Regions from separate parts of the Mus musculus genome. Here regions 1 and 2 are each linked to region 3. A link is a contact called in public ChIA-PET data. All regions are on one chromosome and are shown on one strand. Each heading gives the region's core, a stretch centred on a gene start, on an enhancer-like site or on the middle of the called end of the contact. The rest is flanking DNA. Distances are from core to core; before and after follow the strand shown.

Region 1 (4,719 bases), core at 802-3,301, 580 kb after region 3:
GCATGTGGAGAGAAGGGGGGAAGGGAATAGGGAAGAGAGGGGGAAGGGAATAGCCCAAGAGGGCAAGAGAGAAGCAAGAGCAGCTTTTTTCTTTTAAAATCACACGGTGGACATTGTCACTGGCTCAAAGTTTATTGCTGGTGCCATCAGCATAGGGGTGTTGGGGTTCCTTTAGGTTTCTGATTGTATTCTTGTCATAGCAGGTTGGTACATCCTCTTCCTATCAATGTCAGAACAGCTTTTGTGGCTATGGGTCTTTGTACTTTCATTAGAATAAAACCTTCAGTGAGTTCGTCACTCTTCTATAAGTGATGAACAATTTCCCAATGCACTTGCATTGCTATTTCATGTCTGCTGCTTGAAAAGCCCATAACCATACTTTACATCCAAGAGTTTTCCCTTTTCTGGACATTACTAGCAGCTCCAATAAAGCATATTTAGATCGCCTACCTTTGTCCTCAGCTATTTCCTCTGTCGCTCTTACCTAGTATCAGTTCTTACATATTTTTATAACATGTCAGGAACCCTGCCCACTTAATTAACATCTGTACCTAATATAAAGCTGACACATGTTCCTTAAATTTTGAGTGGATGAGGGAATGGCTGTGAGACTGTTGGAGCACGCTGAGTACTGAAGAGGTACTGAGTACTGAAGAGGTACTGAGCCCAGAGAAGGTGGTTATTGGCCTTTGCTGCTGAGTTAAAAACAATGTGGGTAAACAGCTGGAGCTAGGTCTTCTAGATGCTTATCTGCTGCCAATGGGATATAGATAGATTTAAGTAGTTCAACCTGAAATTGTTTGGGAGGCTCAAACAGGAAGGGTTAGAATTATGCTATTACTTACTGAAATTCTTCTTCAGCCCTCAGAGTGTGAAAGGCCGAAATGACACCTTTTACCTGACACCTGAGCCAGTTGTAGCTCCCAACAGCCCAATCTGGTACTCAGTCCAGCCTATCAGCAGAGAACAGATGGGACAGATGCTGACCCGGATCCTGGTTATACGAGAAATCCAAGAAGCCATTGCCGTGGCCAATGCAACCACCATGCACTGAGGTGCCTCAGCTATAGGAAAAAAGATCCAGGAAAAACCAGACAGACTTTCACACTAAAGGAGAGGCCTCCACATTTTTTTTTAATTTGTAGTTATGATGCTTTTCAGGCTACTTCTGTTCAAAATGTAAAAGACGATATTGCCCTCTTTGCATCTTCATAAAATGGGCAGACCCCTGGTTCATAGGGATCTGGGTTTTCTGAGAACCTGGTGTCCTAGGAAGTGGTTGGCTTTTTCTTTTCTCTTTTTTTCTTTTGTCTGGGGCGTGGGGAAAGGAACTTGGACTGTATGGAGAGATACAGACCCTTCCCTTCCTCAGGGAAGATGGAGCTGCTGATGCATCAGCCTGTCACTCGGAATCGGCAAACTTTACTGACCACTCAGAGCCACATTTGTTTTTTGTTTTTTGTTTTTTTTTTTTGTAATGCTCAGACATAAACTTAACATCTTGATGGAAGAAGAATAAGGGGAACTTCAATTATGATTTTTATCCAGACAATTTCTATTACACCCTTCTTTATGACAAGTGACATAAAAGTTAAAGTAAAAACTTTACCATGCGCTTTTTTTTTTTTTTGGCCTAACATTGAGGCCTTAAAAATGAGGCTCCTGTGCCTGATGGAATTCTTGTAACATACACTTGTGTATCATATAAAGATACCACTCTTTCTCTTATGTATTCTTATTCTAGTTGTTTATTAAGAATGACAAGCACGTCTTTTCAACAAGCTACTGGAGAACGTGTCTTTATTTGGGGGAGGAGCTCTGCGGGGGCGGGGGAGTGGAAACAAAACTTAATTGAATGGGCCTGGATCCTGCTGTGGTGGGATGCGGGGAGGGGTGGGACAGGAAACAGGCCTTTGGCCTTGGGCCTGTGAGCTCGATAAGCACGTGGTTACCCAGCTCTGCCAGCTCCGCCTCTATACGGGGCGTGGCCCTCAGTACGCACGCCCTACGCCTGGCGTCATCGACGCACGCAACGTGTGACGGAATAATCTAGTTTATATTGGCGCGGTCCGGACGGCAGAGGCCTCTGCGGCGCGGTCCTCGGAGCGGCGCGGTTCTCGGAGCCACGCGTCTGTCTTCCTCCGTGGTCATGGCGGACTACCTGATTAGCGGAGGCACCTCTTACGTGCCGGACGACGGGCTCACAGCGCAGCAGCTCTTCAACTGCGGGGACGGCCTCACCTACAAGTGCGGGTCTAGGGCACCCATCGGGGCGAGGCGAGGGGCCGCACGCTGGCGAGAAGGCCGGATGAGGGAGGGCTTCATTGAAACTGGTGGGAGCGGATGGGGAACAGAATCCGGGAATTCCTTATCGCCGAAGACTAACTTCGACATATGTGAAGCAGGGGCAGGGGTTTAGAGGGTGATTTCAATAGTATTTAATACTTGAGTCGTGAGACACAGTTCTCTGGATATGTGGAATATGTTAGCGTGCACTAATGACACCTCGGTGGCATCCACCCAGTGACATTTTGCCTGTGTCACACTTGCTGGTACAACTCCCTGCTCAAGAGTTTTATGGGATGATATATGGAGTTGAAGTTTCTTGGTGTCACAAGCCTGAGAGACCTGCTTATTTCCCTCCTACAGTGATTTTCTCATTCTTCCTGGGTATATCGACTTCACTGCAGATCAGGTGGTGAGTAATAAGGCACTGGATTTTTGGTTTGGGGGGTTCCTTTTTTTTTTTTTTTTTTTTCTGAGACAGGGTTTCTCTGTATAGCCCTGGCTGTCCTGGAACTCACTCTGTAGACCAGGCTGGCCTTGAACTCAGAAATCCGCCTGCCTCTGCCTCCCAAGTGCTGGGATTAAAGGCGTGCGCTACTTCTGCCTGGCTCTATTTTGTTTTTGAGACAGCCTGCCTACATTACTTTGGCTGTTCCAGAAGTGGTTTTGTTGACCCTAATTATTAGTGTCAACGCTCAGTCTTGTTTCTGAGTGGGTACTGTTATTACAGTAGGCATGTGCCCCTGTACCCACTCTAGGAACTGGATTGGTAAATATCTAGGAGGGGTAAGATGCTGCTGTTCGTTACTGTGAGCTTACTGCACCAGGCTAGGCTTTGTGGTGAACATGGCAGCTCACCCAGGGCTCCTGGGATGGACCCTGAGGAATAAGCTGTATTTTCCTTTGCTGGTCCTTTTTCTCCTCAGGACTTGACGTCTGCTCTAACTAAGAAGATTACACTAAAGACCCCATTGGTTTCCTCACCCATGGACACTGTCACAGAGGCTGGAATGGCCATCGCGATGGCGGTAAGGCTTGAGCGCCATGGGTGCCATCTTATAGCCAAAGATTGTGTTTCTGTTTTATCACTTACTTGTGTGTTCGTCTTGTAGCTTACAGGAGGTATTGGTTTCATCCACCACAACTGCACACCTGAATTCCAGGCCAATGAAGTTCGGAAAGTGAAGGTTAGAAGGCCAAGCATCATGGCCAAGAGTTGCTGGGAATTAGAGGCGTGGGGTGGAAGTGGAGGGTTTGTTTTGCTAAGCGTCCTTTCTCCTGCTGTGAGCTTCAGCTACTGAGGAGGAAGACCCAAGACCCCATTTCTTAGCTAGAGCACGCACGGTGCTTCCAGACCCCCTATGTCCATGTTTGAGCATTTCATTTCATTTGTTTCCGTGGCTCTGCTATACAGGACACTTAGGCATGGACCTCATCCTTTAGAACAGGGGCCTGATGACAGTGATATCAAAGATACAGTGACCTTCTCACCATTCCTTCCAGAAATACGAACAGGGATTCATCACTGACCCCGTGGTCCTTAGCCCCAAGGATCGTGTACGCGATGTTTTTGAGGCCAAAGCCAGGCATGGCTTCTGTGGTATCCCCATCACAGATACAGGCCGGATGGGGAGTCGATTGGTGGGCATCATCTCCTCAAGGGACATTGATTTCCTCAAGGAGGAAGAGCATGACCGGTTCTTGGAAGAGGTGGGTGCCACTGGCTGAGGAGAAACTAAGGTCTAAGCCCAGACTGGAGGAAGCATGCAGTTTCTTTTTACTTCTATGACACTGCTGACAGTCTCATTTCCTGTCCAAGGAAAATGCTCAGCTATGTTTCTTACTACTTCATGTGATCCCTGCATCCATCCCTTCTTCCTGCTGTGCCTCTGCTGTCTACATGTCTGTAACGTTTGTGCTTCCTTTCTTCGCCATGCTCTTGTGTGGTCCTCTCTAGAGAGGCTGCTCCTGCTGCTGTGTTCTCCATAACTACTGGCTGCCTCTCAGGAGGGGCGGCTCTGGTCATGTATGTGATCGTGGTGGTCTTTTGATAGTATAGTTTGACCTATGGGTAAAGGAGGGTCCTGGTCTGACTGGCCTTTGCCTCTTGACTCATCCTAGATCATGACTAAGAGGGAAGATTTGGTGGTCGCCCCTGCCGGCGTCACTCTGAAAGAGGCAAATGAGATTCTGCAGCGAAGTAAAAAGGGTGAGGCCTGGCCTACAAGGTGGAAAGGGGCTCAAATTATTTTATTTTTATTATTATTTTGGTTTTTCGAGACAGGGTTTCTCTGTGTAGTCCTGGCTGTCCTAGAACTCACTCTATAGACCAGGCTGGTCTCAAACTCAGAAATCCGCCTGCTTCTGCCTCCCGAGTTCTGGGATTAAAGGCGTGCGCCACCACCGCCCAGCTAGGGGCTCAAATTATATTCA
Region 2 (4,371 bases), core at 133-2,632, 520 kb after region 3:
CGACGTGGACACAATCCTGGCCCATACCATGGGCGACGTGCGTCGGGCTGAACAGCTACTGCAAGATGCGCACCGGGCACGGTCTGACCCCCAAGCCTGGTCCCCATTCCTGAAACCTGGTCCTGATACCTGTAGACCCTGATCTCCCCTCTTCCTCAGGAGCCGGGCCGAGGGTGAGAGACAGAAGGCAGAGACAGTCCAAGCGGCACTGGAGGAGGCTCAGAGGGCACAAGGAGCTGCTCAGGGTGCCATCTGGGGAGCAGTGGTTGACACACAAAACACAGAGCAGACCCTGCAGCGGGTATGACTTCCTTAGGACGAGGTGATGGGCATGTACTAAGGATCTGGCTTGCTTTGTCTGGGACAGGGAGGTCTTACTGTGTAGCCCTGGGCAGCCTGGAAGTTACAGAGATCAACTTGCTTCTCCTTCTCAGTTGCTGGTACTAAAGGTGGATTTGTTAAACCTGGGCCTTTCTGTGGCAGGTCCAGGAGAGGATGGCAGGTGCAGAGAAGTCTCTGAACTCTGCCGGTGAGCGGGCTCGGCAATTAGACGCCCTCCTGGAGGCCCTGAAACTGAAACGGGCAGGAAATAGCCTGGCAGCATCTACAGCGGAAGAAACAGCAGGCAGTGCCCAGAGCCGTGCCAGGGAGGCTGAGAAAGTGGGTTGGGCGAAGCCCTCTGGATGGGGTAGGGGTATTATAGTTAGAATTCCACTGAATTAGTATACCGACCCTGCCTCTTACATCTGCAGCAACTACGGGAACAAGTAGGTGACCAATACCAAACAGTGAGGGCGTTGGCAGAGCGGAAGGCTGAAGGTGTTCTGGCTGCACAAGCCAGGGCAGAACAACTGCGGGATGAGGCTCGGGACCTGTTGCAGGCCGCTCAGGATAAGCTGCAGCGGCTACAGGGTGAGGACCATGGTGGGCGGGAGCTAGAAAGGTGGGCTTGCGTGAGAAAAGACTTGAACTATTTCTTGACCCTTCTAGAGCTGGAGGGCACATATGAGGAGAACGAGCGTGCACTGGAGGGCAAAGCGGCCCAGCTGGATGGGCTGGAAGCCAGGATGCGCAGTGTGCTCCAGGCCATCAACTTGCAGGTCCAGATCTACAACACCTGCCAGTGACCACTCCCTAGGGCCTAGCCTTGTCGCCAAGCACTGTTCTGCACACGATCGTCCGCACATTAAAGAGCTCCTGGCTAGCAAGAGCTTTCAATAAACCTGTGTGAACCTCCTCTGTGTTGTCTGGCCTTTGATGGGAGGGGCGGAGGACCTTTATACACGCCATCAGCTGTAGGCTACCAGCAGAGGCCGAGCACCGGAACCCCTCCTCTTCCTTTCCCGCCCTCCCCAAAGCTGCCCTTCACCAAGAGCTCCCACTCTTGCCGGAAGTGCGTCATCAGCTCGGCACCCCGCCTCCCGTAGCCGTAGCTAGAAGTCGAAACAAAACAAGCGGCTGAAGCAGCGGCGAAGGCGGCGGTGGCGGAGGAGCCGGGACGGGGGAGGGGCGCGCCGGAACCGGAACCGACCCGACGCCGGAACCGGAATCGAGAGCGTGTTGCCAGGGCCCGAAGAGGGCTGGTGGCGGCGGTCTCGCTCGGTGAGTGGTGTGGGCCTCAAGTCGCCGGTTTGGCCGCAGCGGGGGAAGGCCGCAAGGTTGGCCCGGGGCGGGCCTGTTCAAGGTCACGGGCCGTGCCAGCCCCGACATCTCGAGCCTCGCGGCGTGCTCGGCCTACCGATGCCGACCGAGCCGTTATGCTACCCCTGTGGCCGGCCTCTCTGTTTTTAAGAGGATTAGCGGCGAGCGAGGGTGGCTTCCTGGAGGAGGTGGTGGCAGGCCTGGGATTCGGAGGCTGGAGGAGGGCAGCATCCTAGCCGGGGCGTTGGTCTGCGTTCAGTAACTCTGCGCAGCTTCTCTAACCAGCTGGGATCTCCGGATAGTTTCTCTGCCGCTTCGACGGCTTTCAGAGCATGGGGGAGGGATTCCGGCTGTGAATCGGGCCTCGGTGTAAGGAGGAAACGGCGGGTGCTCTGCCCAGAGGCCTGGACGGACTGTCACTAAAGATTCCGCTCATCACTCTTATCGTCCAAGGGTATTTTTATCACCCCACTCTCCCCTAAGGGAACACAGGCTACAGTTCAATCTCCTTCGTCTCGCAAGCCGGGCTTGAGGCTGCCAGGGCTAGTACTAGGTCTACGTTCCATCTCCACCCTCACTAGTTTTGAGAACTTCACTTTGGATGGAGGGAGCCCGAATCCACACACAGGTGGGAAACAGATCAGGCCTCCGTGGCTCAGAGCTGATGATGAAGGAAGGAACCTGGAGACAGGGGTGATGTCTGTTTCGTTGTTAAGCCTATCACCGTGTCTTAAAACTGGAGTCCACTCCTCATTTTTTTTTTTTTCGAGACAGGGTTTCTCTGTGTAGCCCTGGCTGTCCTGGAACTCACTCTGTAGACCAGGCTGGCCTCGAACTCAGAAAATCCGCCTGCCTCTGCCTCCCAAGTGCTGGGATTAAAGGCGTGCGCCACCACCACCCGCCTCCACTCCTAATCTTTAAGGCTGAGGAGAGAGAGATCGATCCTTCTTTAGGTGGAAACAAAAGATCAAGTTTCAGGAGCTGGTTTATGGCAAAAAATAGGAGCCGGCAGGAAGCAGACTAGATGCTTTAGTACCAGAGCCTTTCTGGTTAGTGGCAGCACCTGGGGCCGTTTTCAGCTTCAGAGTCTGCCCTTCTGCTGCTCTGACTATTCCTTGGTCTCCCTCTCTGCTGCCTGACTCCTTCACTCTCTACTTGTCTGGCGGTGACTAAGCAGCCGGCGAGAGTGAAGGAAGCAGAGCAGGCTGCTCAGAGTGCAGACCTGTGGGTTGGAGCCATGGCTCTCATCCAGAGGATGATCCTGGTCCCAGGCCACAACTGCCTTGACCTAGCACTTCCTCAGTGCAGCCTTCCAGCGTTGTGGGTTTCTGTAGATACCCAGGAGGCGTGGCCTGAAGCACTTGCCACTGCTTGAATTATTTATTTCCTCACAGGGTAGCCTCACAGTGCGCATGGCTGCCTCAGCTGGTGAGAATCCTGCCCATTAGGGTTCAGAGAGGCCTGCGTTGCTCAGCCCTTGTAGGCAGGGAGCAGATCACTTGGCCTTGGCAGTGACTCGTGGTCTATTTTCATTAGGCTCTTGGTTCTTTGCTGAAGAATTTGGCCACAAAGAGTTGCCAAGATAGCTGGGCCGGGAAGAAAGCGCCGCAGCCCTGACCCAGACGCTGTTGCCGACTCTGGGCCACTCTGGCTGGCTACCAAGCGGCTCAAGATGTCTGCAGGGGCCAGTGCTACAGGGCCCAGGAGGGGGCCGCCAGGACTGGAAGAGGCCACTAGTAAGAAGAAACAGAAGGATCGAGCAAACCTGGAAAGTAAAGATGGAGATGCTAGGAGAGGTAGGAGGGGCTTTTCCAGAGTGCCTACGGCTTCCCTTATCACTGGACATGCAAGTATTGGGGTGGGGGTGGGGGTCCTGTCTCTTCCTCCTCTATCCTGGTTTGATGGGGAGAAAAAGATCCATGGCAGGCTGGGTAGAACCTGGGCTTTCCACCTGAGAGACGTGGCTAAGATTAATGAGATGGGAGTGTCTGGGGTCTGGCTCACTCATTCCTGTCTGTTCCTTTTGTTGCCAGTGTCCCTTCCTCGAAAGGAACCAACCAAAGATGGTGAGTACTGAGTGCTACGTGAGAGAAAGGAGAATTTAGCTCCCATCTGGAGCGGTAGGCTTGGCTCGTGTACCTGTCTGTCACCATTAGCACCTTGTTGAGACCCCTCTGATCTCTACCCCTCTCTCCCTGTAGAATTGTTGCTCGATTGGAGGCAGAGTGCAGATGAGGTGATTGTTAAGCTGCGCGTGGGAACAGGTCCCGTACGTCTGGAGGATGTAGATGCTGCGTTCACAGACACGGACTGTGTGGTGAGGCTTCCAGGTGCGTCCGTGTACCCCGAGAACAGGGCTACCTTTGAGTGCTCTGATACCCCCACTCCAGGTTACTTTTGCCACTCTTTTTACAGATGGTCGGCAGTGGGGTGGTGTCTTCTTTGCTGAAATACAAAGTTCTTGCACCAAAGTGCAGGCTCGCAAGGGTGGTCTTCTACAGCTAGTACTACCCAAGAAGGTGCCTCTGCTCACGTGGCCCTCTCTCCTGGTATGTTCCAGTTGCGTGTATGGGAGTTGGGGATACCCAATGTATTCAACAGGGCCTAATTGTTATCTCTTTGGCAGAAGAAACCTCTGGGAACCCAAGAGCTGGTGCCAGGTTTGCAGTGCCAGGAGAACGGGCAAGAGCTGTCTCCCATTGCCCTGGAGCCAGGCTCTGAGCCCCGCAG
Region 3 (4,644 bases), core at 373-2,872:
AGGCCTATACAGAGAAACCCTGTCTCTGTAAAAAACAAAAAAAACAAAAAACAAAAAAAAAAAAAAACAAAAACAAAAAAAAGATCAAAACAACTATGGGGCCAGTGAGACAGTGCAGCAGTTACTCATTGCCAAGTCTGGTGGCCTGTGTTCAGTCCCAAGTACCATCACAAGGTAGTTCCCATGCTTGCTGTAATCATAAAAAATAAAATAAAAGCATCAAGGCTGGGAGTAGCGGCTCGCACCTTTAACTCTGGCACTCAAACACAGACAAGCCCTGTTTATGATTTCAACCTGGTCTGCATAGCAAGTTCCAGACCAGAGCCAGAGCTACATGATGAGACTTTTATAAAGACAAAGCAAGCAAACAAACAACTCAACTGGCTGGTGATGGTGCGTGTCTTTAATGCCAGCACTCAGAGGCAAAGGCAGGGGAATGTCTGAGTTCGAGGACAGCTTGGTTTACACAGAGAAACCTTGTCTTTAAAAAAACAAAAACAACAAAAACAAACAAACAGTAGCAAGATGGATCTAGTGCCTTCGAGCCTGCTGTGGTGACAGCAACTACTTTCTTATTGGAACTGAGCCCACTCCACAGGAGGGAGAGAATTCATGTCTGGTATTATAAACCTGATCCAAAAAAAAAAAAAAAAAAAAAAAAAAAAAACAGTGATTGGGTAGGTCATAGGCCCTCATGGTAGAATGACAGTCATGTTAGTGACCTTAGCGCGGGGCCACTGTGGGCTTTTATCAGAGAGGCTTCCTTTTGTGGAGGGCAGTGGTGCCTGCAGGGACTCATAACCGGTCAGTGTGTAGAGAAGTGACCTGAATGTTCAGCCCTAAAGGAACATCTCGATCTGCTCTAGCCAAGGCTCAGGGAACGCCATGAAAAACAGGACGCGATAGCTTTAGAAGTGGAGGATGGAGTCTTTGCAGAACATGATCTTCTGGCCACAAATGGCTGTTGTGCTCTTGAACTCACAGTAGTTGTGACCTGCACAAGATCTGTACAAAATTTGGGCTTGTGAAGCATCCTATCATGGGAGGAACAGGGACTCATGAGGCCTCGCCCCTCCAGGAGGGTGAGACATTTTCTTTAGTTCTGTAACCACTGATAAGGTGCCCCTGGCTTCCATAAATAACCTCTCGCCCATCCTCTTGTATGAAACGTCTGCAAAACTCACCAAGTCACCAAGAGGAACAGCAAGAGTGGGAGGAGGATAGAGAAGCTAACAGATGAATATGATCAAAATGTACACGTATAAAAGTGCCATAACGAAGCACATTATTATGTGTAATTAATATATGGTGATGGAAAACACACCCACAAATACGCATGAACACAGCAACACCCTGTGTTATTTTCACAACTTATTGTGAGTCTACAGTTATTTCAAAACAAAAGTTTAAAATATATATGTGACACATGTCTTCATTTTGTGGCTGCCTGAGCTTCTCATTTCTCAGGTCTGACTCAGAGAGTCACTGGCCTCTTGTAACACTGGGACTTATCCAAGCGATAAACCCCAGTTGGCCTGCAGAGCACTGATATCTGTCCTCATTCACTGGGAGGACCAGGAACCAACTCAGTCTAGTTTCACTTTTGGTTTCCTGAAATCATAGAGGAAGCAGAAAGAGAGCTGTAACCAGCAGCAACCAGCGCTTTGGGGCCTGTTTGCCTTGTTTTCCTTGCCCCCTCCTGTGAGCCCTACAGCCTCCTCTCCAGCCCCACGACTGAGGATGGATGAAGAGTTATACTCCAGGCAGCTGTAAGTCTCAAGGTGGGATAACCAAGTCGGGTGGCTTCCAGACCTTTGGTCCCCAGCTGCCACCTCCTTCTTCTTAACCACAGGTATGTACTGGGCCTGCCTGCTATGCAGAGGATCCAGGAAGCCAAAGTCTTGCTATGTGGCCTGCAGGGTCTGGGAGCTGAGGTGGCCAAGAACCTAGTCCTTACAGGTGTGGGCAGCCTCACCCTGCATGATCCCCATCCCACCTGCTGGGCTGACTTGGCTGCTCAGGTAAGAGTTCTTGGGGGTCTCTATGCTGCCTCCCAGAGCAGAGGCCAAAGGGGAGTCTCCTTGATCAAGCTGCACTGAGCTGTCCTTAGTGTTTCCTTTCAGAAGAGAGCTTGGGAAGGAACAGGGCTGAGGCCTCTCAGGCGCAATTGGCTCAGCTCAATGAAGCTGTCCAGATCTCCGTCCACAGTGGCGACATCACTGAGGACCTACTGCAGGGTTTTCAGGTGCTTTCCCCAGAGCCACTTTGCATGCTAGCCTAGTACCTCCCTCCTGCCCTTAACGGCAGAGAGAAGGTGGCGAGTGATTCCGGGCCTGCTGATCAATCACGGTGTCCATCTAGGTAGTGGTGCTGACTGACTCCAAGCTGGAAGACCAGCTGAAGGTGGGACCTTTGTGTCACAAGCATGGAGTCCGCTTCCTGATGGCTGAAACCCGGGGCCTTGTGGGGTGAGGAGACTACCTGTGTACCCCACCACATCACTGCCAGCAATTGGTCCTAATGCCTTGCCCAGCCCTTAGCTTGCCCCATCCTCCCCGACTCAGCCTAGAGCTTACAAGGATGCTCTGGACTACAGTCTTGCCCTTGTTTCTCCACCTCAGCATGCAGACCTGCTTTAGTGCACCCTGCATGCCCAAACCAAAGTCTCCACAGCTTTCCTATAATTCCTTCCCCTTTGGGCCTGTCCTAGTGCCCCCTACTCACAACTAATGAGCTTCCTCAGTAACTTCCGCCACCCACACTAGGCGGTTATTCTGTGACTTTGGTGAGGACTTCACAGTTTTGGACCCTACTGAGGTAGAACCCATGACAGCTGCCATCCAGGACATCTCTCAGGTGGGTGCTCAGATGTAGAGGTTTCCCTGATGTCCAGAGAAAGGTGCCAGGGCCCGTGGAAGGTAGGTACAGGCACTCTGAAGACAAGCCATCTCTCACTCAGGGTTTCCCCGGCATTGTCACCCTGAGAGGAGACACCAAAAGACATTCCTTCCACGATGGGGACTTGGTGATTTTCTCAGACATTGAAGGCATGGTTGAACTCAACAGTTGTTCTCCACAGTCTGTCCGTGTGCAGAGTAAGCCAATACCGCTCCAACCATTGCCTCAGCTGTGTGGAAACAAGTTATATTTAGGGGGTCATAACTTATTAGGATGGCTCTCTCACAGAAGACGGGTCCTTGGAGATTGGAGATACGACAACTTTCTCCCGTTACTTGAGAGGTGGGGTTGTCACCGAAGTCAAGAGACCCAAGACCGTGAGGCATGTGCGTACAAGAACACCTGGGGTGGGAGCACCTGGCTACGTGAAGGGGTGCGGAGTGTTATAGACCTGACCCTGAGCCAAGCAACCCCGACCCCCTACAGAAGCCCCTGGACATAGCTCTGCTTCAGCCCCATGTGGTGGCTCAGAATACTCAGGAAGTACAGCGTGCTCACTGCCTACATCAGGCCTTCCATGTACTGCACAAGTTCCAGCAACTTCATGGCCGGCTACCCAAGCCATGGGATCCTGTGAGTGGCCCCACATCGCGCAATACACAGTCTCTGCCTTTCTGGGTCTCACCTTTCAGATCTCACTCCATTGGAGGCTGTGCCCATAGATGTACCAGGCCTACCGCCTGGAGATGCCTGCTTGCTCCACCCTTAAGCCATCACAAGCAGGTCGGAAGCTGTGCTCATTTGAGGATGCCTTCAGTGTCTCTGGCTGGTGTTGGACATCCTTCAGTAGCACTTCCCAGTCTAGCAGCAATGTCAGGCTTTCCCACTTAGGAATCTGCTGCTTCTGTGGAACAGGGTAGATGGGTGCCTGAAGACTTTGAGTGGAAGGTTAGAATTCAAGCTGGGGCTACTAGACCCACACATGCTATGCCTGAGTGCCATCCCACAGGATGATGCAGAGACTGTGGTGGAGCTGGCCCAGGACCTGGAGCCACTAAAAGGGACAGAAGAAGAGTCACTGGATGAGGCTCTCCTCCGCACAATTGCCCTGAGTAGTGCTGGTACCTTAAGCCCCATGGCAGCCATTATGGGAGGAGTGGCTGCTCAGGAGGTCCTAAAGGTAGGCACATGTGGGGAAAGGGAGAGACTGGGAAAGCGGGCAGGTAGTGTGTGTGCCAGAGGGCACCCATACCCAGAAGCAGCCACAGAGCACGTTACCAACCCAGCTGTAGCCCTCAGATGGGATCCAAGGGGAGTAGGAATTAGGAGTTGGCAGAGGCCCTCAGACTGATGTACCCACCCCTAGGCCATCTCCAGGAAGTTCATGCCCCTGGATCAGTGGCTGTACTTTGACGCCCTTGAATGTCTTCCAGAAGATGAGACGCTCCTTCCCAGCCCTGAGGATTGTCAGCCAGTGAGAACTGGGAGGCAGGGGTGGGGGTGTGTGTGTGACACTGTTCAAAATCAGAATTAGAGGAGAACCCAGAAAAATGCCTCTGAGGTCCAGATTAAACAACTCAGGATAATGACACATAGCACAGGCCATTATCTGTGTTCCCTAGAGAAACTGCCGATACGATGGGCAAATTGCTGTGTTTGGAACTGATCTTCAAGAGAAACTGAGTGACCAACACTACCTCTTGGTGAGCTGGGGGATGCTAGTGGGGAATGTCTTTGGGAAATCCA

Evidence for each region. ChIA-PET counts read pairs in DNA pulled down with a chosen protein or histone mark.
Region 1: an RNA polymerase II ChIA-PET map of memory CD8 T cells shows a contact between it and region 3, with 111 read pairs. The contact joins the promoter of Impdh2 here to the promoter of Uba7 in region 3. A contact is called at or near these places in 1 of 39 promoter capture datasets (erythroid cells), 5 of 115 datasets of contacts at active chromatin or transcription factors (bone marrow-derived dendritic cells, bone marrow-derived macrophages, effector CD8 T cells and 2 more) and 3 of 9 other capture datasets (adipose tissue, liver and macrophages).
Region 2: a contact with region 3 is called in an RNA polymerase II ChIA-PET map of memory CD8 T cells, with 34 read pairs. The contact joins the promoter of Usp19 here to the promoter of Uba7 in region 3. A contact is called at or near these places in 1 of 39 promoter capture datasets (erythroid cells), 2 of 115 datasets of contacts at active chromatin or transcription factors (large pre-B cells and memory CD8 T cells) and 1 of 9 other capture datasets (liver).

Annotation. Positions count from the first base shown.
Region 1 is chr9:108,558,385-108,563,103 of GRCm38.p6, forward strand. Impdh2 (inosine monophosphate dehydrogenase 2) reads left to right here and starts at 2,052. Exons shown (of 14, transcript NM_011830.5): 1 at 2,052-2,247; 2 at 2,650-2,698; 3 at 3,213-3,314; 4 at 3,399-3,473; 5 at 3,790-3,996; 6 at 4,408-4,495. The coding sequence starts at 2,150. Qrich1 (glutamine-rich 1) reads left to right here. Exons shown (of 10, transcript NM_175143.5): 10 at 862-1,783. The coding sequence ends at 1,054.
Region 2 is chr9:108,489,294-108,493,664 of GRCm38.p6, forward strand. It overlaps Usp19 (ubiquitin specific peptidase 19), which reads left to right and starts at 1,383. Exons shown (of 27, transcript NM_027804.4): 1 at 1,383-1,602; 2 at 3,178-3,437; 3 at 3,675-3,707; 4 at 3,843-3,971; 5 at 4,057-4,190; 6 at 4,271-4,371. The coding sequence starts at 3,314. It overlaps Lamb2 (laminin, beta 2), which reads left to right. Exons shown (of 33, transcript NM_008483.3): 29 at 1-81; 30 at 160-301; 31 at 484-660; 32 at 753-912; 33 at 991-1,237. The coding sequence ends at 1,127.
Region 3 is chr9:107,973,945-107,978,588 of GRCm38.p6, forward strand. It overlaps Uba7 (ubiquitin-like modifier activating enzyme 7), which reads left to right and starts at 1,623. Exons shown (of 24, transcript NM_023738.4): 1 at 1,623-1,769; 2 at 1,853-2,021; 3 at 2,111-2,245; 4 at 2,362-2,468; 5 at 2,766-2,856; 6 at 2,960-3,095; 7 at 3,187-3,284; 8 at 3,385-3,531; 9 at 3,908-4,078; 10 at 4,265-4,372; 11 at 4,521-4,601. The coding sequence starts at 1,741.